Linked DNA regions of Sus scrofa: region 2 is linked to region 1. A link is a contact called in public Hi-C data. All regions are on one chromosome and are shown on one strand. Each heading gives the region's core, a stretch centred on a gene start, on an enhancer-like site or on the middle of the called end of the contact. The rest is flanking DNA. Distances are from core to core; before and after follow the strand shown. Region 1 has its middle 660 kb from the start of ID4. Region 2 has its middle 8.0 kb from the start of ID4.

Evidence for each region. A called contact is a pair of places that touch in the nucleus more often than the background predicts.
Region 2: a Hi-C map of omental adipose tissue shows a contact between it and region 1, with 2.3 times the contacts expected there. The contact joins two enhancer-like sites. A contact is called at or near these places in 9 of 47 Hi-C or Micro-C datasets (alveolar macrophages, brain, embryonic fibroblasts and 5 more) and 1 of 2 datasets of contacts at active chromatin or transcription factors (skeletal muscle).

Annotation. Positions count from the first base shown.
Region 1 is chr7:14,624,992-14,628,091 of Sscrofa11.1, forward strand. No RefSeq gene overlaps it. Among named protein-coding and RNA genes, the nearest start is that of ID4, 660 kb to the right of the region's middle. Within about 2 kb of position 1,685, at least 16 of the 83 cell types and tissues checked have an H3K27ac peak or open chromatin away from gene starts, as enhancers often do. A contact at or near this core is called in omental adipose tissue, where this site is marked.
Region 2 is chr7:15,288,532-15,291,295 of Sscrofa11.1, forward strand. No RefSeq gene overlaps it. Among named protein-coding and RNA genes, the nearest start is that of ID4, 8.0 kb to the left of the region's middle. Within about 2 kb of position 1,415, at least 3 of the 83 cell types and tissues checked have an H3K27ac peak or open chromatin away from gene starts, as enhancers often do. A contact at or near this core is called in omental adipose tissue, where this site is marked.

The DNA of each region.
Region 1 (3,100 bases), core at 435-2,934:
ATTTCCCTGGACACAGGGATTAGTTCCAGGGTACTACCATGACTGTAATGCTCAGAAATTTATTTAATGTTTTGAAAAATGCCCCCTTTGTTCCTGATGCATGTGATTGCTGAAGAAACATGTAGTGTCAGTTGCTGTGGGCAGCTGTCTTGTGAAGGCAGTCAGAGGATGATGGACAGAAAAGACAGAGAAGGAAACAGAAAAGAAATGCATTTGGAGCTCTGGTCAATCCATGGCTTAAGACTGAGCTTTTCAATTATGTGAGCTAATAACTCTCCTAGGTTGTTTTAGCCATGTTGTGTTGTTAACTTTTACTTGCAACAAAAACCTTCCCAATTGACTCACAGGTTACACAGGGGCTGTAGTGAATTAAGCATCAGTACCAACTAAAAGGCTCCAGGATGGGTTTTTGTATCCATATTGTTGTGTGTCTGACTTGTCATCTCTGAGTTCCTGAACAATAATTTGAGTTTACATTTCACTATTCTGCCCTGTTTCCTTCAATATCAGGGTATGTGCCCTAATTTGTGATTCTTTTAGGTGTTTTAATTAGCTATATTTCTTAATCCTAAGTGATTAAATGATATGTTTCAATGAATGATCCTTTCCATGGGTAAAGAGACTCTTGAAAACAGACATACCTGCAGAATCCTAAGGGATTTCCAATTCTAAATATAAGGCCACCAGACAGTCTAATGGTAGACGTATTTTGGGATAGGGTTCATGTCTTTTAAGGATCAGCCAACTATGAACAAAAATCTGGCTATGGAAATGTATAAGATGAGGAAGCATGTCCCATTTAGACTATAGGAATCAAAAGACTTTTAAAAGGCATTTAATGAACTCTCCAGGTCTGGACACCTAATACGCTAAAAATATGCATCTCTACAGCTGAAGTTTTGGTTTCCCAAGGGTGAGGCTGACAAACTAGTTCTACTGACATTAGCTCTTCTGTCTGTCATACCCTGAACTACCTGTACGCTTCCCTGAATTTGAAGACAGAAATAAGGCCACAGCTTGTAGTAGAGTCTTCTTATAGGAGAGTTGCATGCTATCTGGACAATGCCTTATGCGTTGGCAGACTCTGAAGATTCCAGTGATGACTCAGTGACTTGCTTAGTTTTTTGGAACTGACCACTTATTCACTTCCTGTACCTGGATTTGGTCAACCATGAATTAACGATCCTGATTCAGGCTTTGCTCACAGGTACAACTGATCATATATTCAGTTAACAATTATTCATCGAATATTTGTTATATTCTAGGCACTGAGGTATTAAAAAAGAGATTAAAAACTCCTACATTCACAGAGTTTAGGAGTGTGTGTAAGTGTGCATGTGTATGTGTGCATTTGCACATACAGATTAAAGGGATATGTGATTAAAGTATGTGGTATGTAAGAGGAGGTTAAAGACTGTGATAGTTTTGTACTGTGTCCAATTGGCTAAGCTGGAACCATGTTTCTCCTAATTCCTTTCCTTGTATGGTTCCCAGTTAAAGTTAGCCAAAAATGGAATTTGTACAAAGTTGGGAAACTGGAAGTAAAGAAGTAGCCATACTATCTGAAGATCATCATGGTTAGATGCCAGAAGAGTCAGACACGGAGGAGCCAGGGGATTCTGCCTTGCTCTTTTCGCCCCTTGCTCTGTGTCCAGCTCTTCTTGCTGACTGTCTGCTCTGCTGACCTACAGCAACTGCAGACTGGCCAACAAAACAGAGCCAAGAGCCTTCTCTTGACTTCTCCATCGGTTCTCCTACACAGCTCTGCGCCAGCTGGATGTGTTTTATTTCCCTCATTCTCTTGCAAGCTCTGTCTTGTCCATCTGCCGCAGTTCTTCACAAGGGCTGGGTTAGGTCTTTTCTCTTCTCTGCCAGTTCCTTTTACTGACCCTTGCTTCCCAGCTTCTCTCCTAATTGTGTAAGGCCTTATTCCTATAATACACCCATATTCCATACTACTCAGAGTGGTTCTACTTACCTTACTGAAACTCAATGGAAAAATCAAGCAGGGTAGGGGCAGAGGGTGTGCTGATAGGGAGTGAGCTGCAATTTTAAATAACCAAGAAGCACTGGAGCATAGCCCTGAGGAGATAAAGAAAATAATTGTAAATTTTTTCTAAAGCACCTGAAGACTATTCAAAGGATAATCTGAATAATAAAAGATTTGGCCCAGAAACACCTACACCTAAATATCTTATAATGCTGCATAAATATAGTAATCACAAAAAAATACTCAATTATTTTCTTTAGAGCCTTCTTTTGAAGTTGTTTTTCCTTAAACCTTATGGCATCTTGCTGAGGCAAAAATCAAGGCCAGAATTGTTCTTTGAGCTTTTAGAAGGAAAAGAGCTCTGTAGGTATGAAGCCATAAGAATAAAGTACCCTTGTTAAGTCACATTGCTCCACTGACTACTGGAGTTCAGCCATCTATTTTTCTAAAACACTCCCCCAGCTTTGCCTGTGTTTTCAAGGGCAACAATGACAAGTAAATATGAAGAGTGTAAGGAACTCAGGGGAGGTGGTCCCCAAGAAAGAGAAAGTGATACTGGAAAGTTTCTCCATTGGGATTTACTGAGATGAACTTGGCTTCAGAGTGCTCAAGCAGGATCTGCGCTCAGCTGCTGTACTAGAGAGAGATGAAACTGCACAACCAAATACTGTGCAGAAAGAAAACCCTCTGCTCCTGTGTTTGCCTGTCAGCAGCTCCAAGGGGTTGGTTTCCTGGCAACCTGCCACCTGCTTTCCCTCTGCGGAGCCTGGTCTGCCCCTAGGGGGAGCCCATCGTCTGTCAGCCTCCGAGGAGCGCTGGTGTTTGAACCACCTCCTCTTGGGATGGCAGGCTGCCTCTCTCACAGAGCACAATTAGAGCATCTGCCAGGAAAAGATTGTTTTGAGGCAGGTATGCATTTAATAAATTGGTGTTGAGGGCCTCCTGTGCCAAGGCATAGCTGATTGCCTATGGACAACTGTGGACTTTCTTTTGACTCTAAAATTTAAGTAGAAGGTGAATGTGAACAATTCTCTTTAGATGATGGAAAATCAAATCCTTATGTATCTGATCATCATAATGGCAAAAATTTCTATTTTTCAATGAAAATTG
Region 2 (2,764 bases), core at 165-2,664, 660 kb after region 1:
TGTCTGGCAATGCTTCATCAGGGCCTGACAAAATATTTGTTGCATGGAATGAAGAATATCCCCTCCCACAGAGTATCTTCCAATTGCTCTCCATTACTCCTTTACCCCTTCATCATGATTTAGCTTCAGACCAATATACCTAGATGCCTTCTGGTCTTCTCTGCCTCTGAAGTGTAATGGATCTGAAACAGCATTTCATGCTTTCTGCAAACCTGTCATTCTCTCTGAATTCCTTACTGTCTCAGTCAACTTGGGCTTCTATAACAAAGTACCATAGACCAGGTGGCTTAAAAGACAAATATTGATTTCTCATGGTTCAGGAAGCTGGGAAGTTCAAGATCAGGGTGCCAGCCAGTTTGGTTCCAGGAAGTCACTGCCATTGCTGGATGAGCATAGCAACCAATACACCTGCATCCTTCAGATCCCACAGTCACATGGGGCGCTTAGCTTCCTCCTTGGAGCTTCACCATAAAAATGCAAAAAAAAAAAAAAAAACTCAGGGCTAAGCCAGGTCCTCTCTCCTGCTCCCATGACCTGAATGTAAGGATCCTTCAGCTCTCATTTCCCACCAATTCTTTTCCTCCTTTGCTTCTGGCTGCCTTCAGAGACATAGTCTCTGTTTCAGCTCTACTGAAGTTCTCATCCTGCGGATGCTAGATGGCAAAATTGCTTATCTCTCTTTTCTTGACAGAGGATGATTGATTTCCTGAGTGTTAGGAAAAGAGCAGACTCAGGAAGAACACACATGGATCGTGCAACATGGGGGTAAAGGGAGGGGGCACCTGCCCAGCCAGCCAAACCAGCTAAGCCAATTTGGTCATCTGTGGGTGAGGGCTGACCTATCCACATCCAAAATAGCTCTTTCATGCTTCCCTTCCTTTGCACATGGTGTTACCCCCACTCCCAGTCTACTCTGTTCTTGAACTTCTCACCATCCTTTAAGACCCAACTGTCACTTCTTCTGCAAGAATCCTATGATGCCTCTTCCCCCGGCACTCCCTACTAAAGAGCTAAGGCATCCCATGCTATAGTATAATTGTTTTCACATGTCTATGTTTTCTGTAGCTTCTTGACCCTCCAGGGATTCCAGACCACAAAGTACAAGAAGAACATTCCTGTAACTCTCTGTGCCAGGAAATCTAGCAAATTCTTTGCCACTCAACAGTGCAGATGAGAGACTGTCATTATCTTTTAAAGCCTTTGGCTGCCTTAAACACGGAAAAGAGATAAACTGTGTGTTCTTGAGAATGAGGGAGTGTGGTCAGCCTTGGGCAGAGAGATTGAGAAGGAAAGAGAGGCACAGCCGATTCTCTCTCGCCAAGAAACATTCCTGATTTAAGTGGGGATAAGCAAAGACACCTCAGTACCAGGAATGGAGGTGTGAGGCAAGGAGGGATGGCTACACAGTTGTCAGATGTGATAGGCCTGGGGTGTCAGCAGCAGGCAGGGGGCACTCAGAAAGATTGCACAATCTGGTCGGTCCCTGCTTGTGTCGTGGGCTCCTCGTTCTCTAGAATTGGTGAATGACATTGATGTGGGATAGATCAGTCGCGAGAAATGCAGTGACTCCCCATGAATCAGTTCAGAAAGAATAATCCTCCTGCCTGAAAGGGAAAACATTTTCCAGATGGAAGTTTCATTGCCCCTACTAGGATCTGGGGCCTAGAAGTAGAATTGTAAGATCAGTAGCCTGGAATATGTCTTGTATCATTCCCCTCATGTTCCAGTGAAGAAGACAGAAGCCCAAAGGAGGATGAATGATGGAGGCAGGTCCAGAACCTGGTTTCTCATTCTCTAATCCAGGGCCCCGAAATGCAGGATGGTGGATTCTATTCCAATTTACTCTTGGGGGTTTCTCTCCATTCATACTCTCATCTCCAAATTGCCTCATGTTCTTTCCTAAGACAGTAGGGTCCATATCCTAAGCAAATAATCATTAAAGGCAGGGCTTTGAAAAGATCTGGCTTTCTTTTAAGAAAGAGAACAGAGGTCAAGTACTTTACAATGAGGATCTAAGCTCTTTGACAAAGGAGCAATGGCAATTCCATAAAGAAGGGATAGTCTTTCCCACAAACGATGCTGGAGCAATTGGACAGCCCTGTTTCAAAGAATGGACTTAGACCCAGAGTCACAAAAATCCACTCACCGTGGATCATAAACCCAAGTGTAATGAAAAACTGTAAAACTTCTTGAGGAAAACAGAGGAGGAAAACTATGTGACTTTGGGTTTGGTGATGAATTTTTAGATGCCACACCAAAAGCATGAAAGAATTTGAACCCTTTGTTATCCTCCACAGCTCTATCCTCTCACATCCAATCAATGGGGACATGGAGACCTGTGGTGTGGGGAAGGGTCAAGCCAAAAGACTTGGTTGGGTGTGGAGTTCCCATCGTCGCACAGCGGAAAAGAATCTGACTAGGAACCATGAGGTTTCGGGTTCAATCCCTCGCCTCGCTCAGTGGGTTAAGGATTCAGCATTGTCGTGAGCGGTGGTGTAGGTCGCAGATGCAGATCAGATCTGGCATTGCTGTGGATGTGGCGTAGGCTGGCCGCTATAGCTCTGATCAGACCCCTAGCCTGGGAACTTCCATGTGCGGTGGGTGTGGCCCTAAAAAAGCAAAATAAAAACAAAACAAAAAGACTTGGCTGCTACTCAGAGTTCTGCAGCTAATTAGCTGTGTCCCTTCAGGCAAGTGAGCTTTCTGTGTTCCTCCTGCCTCATCTGTAAAATGGGTATATAATAATCACTATCTAATACAGAGG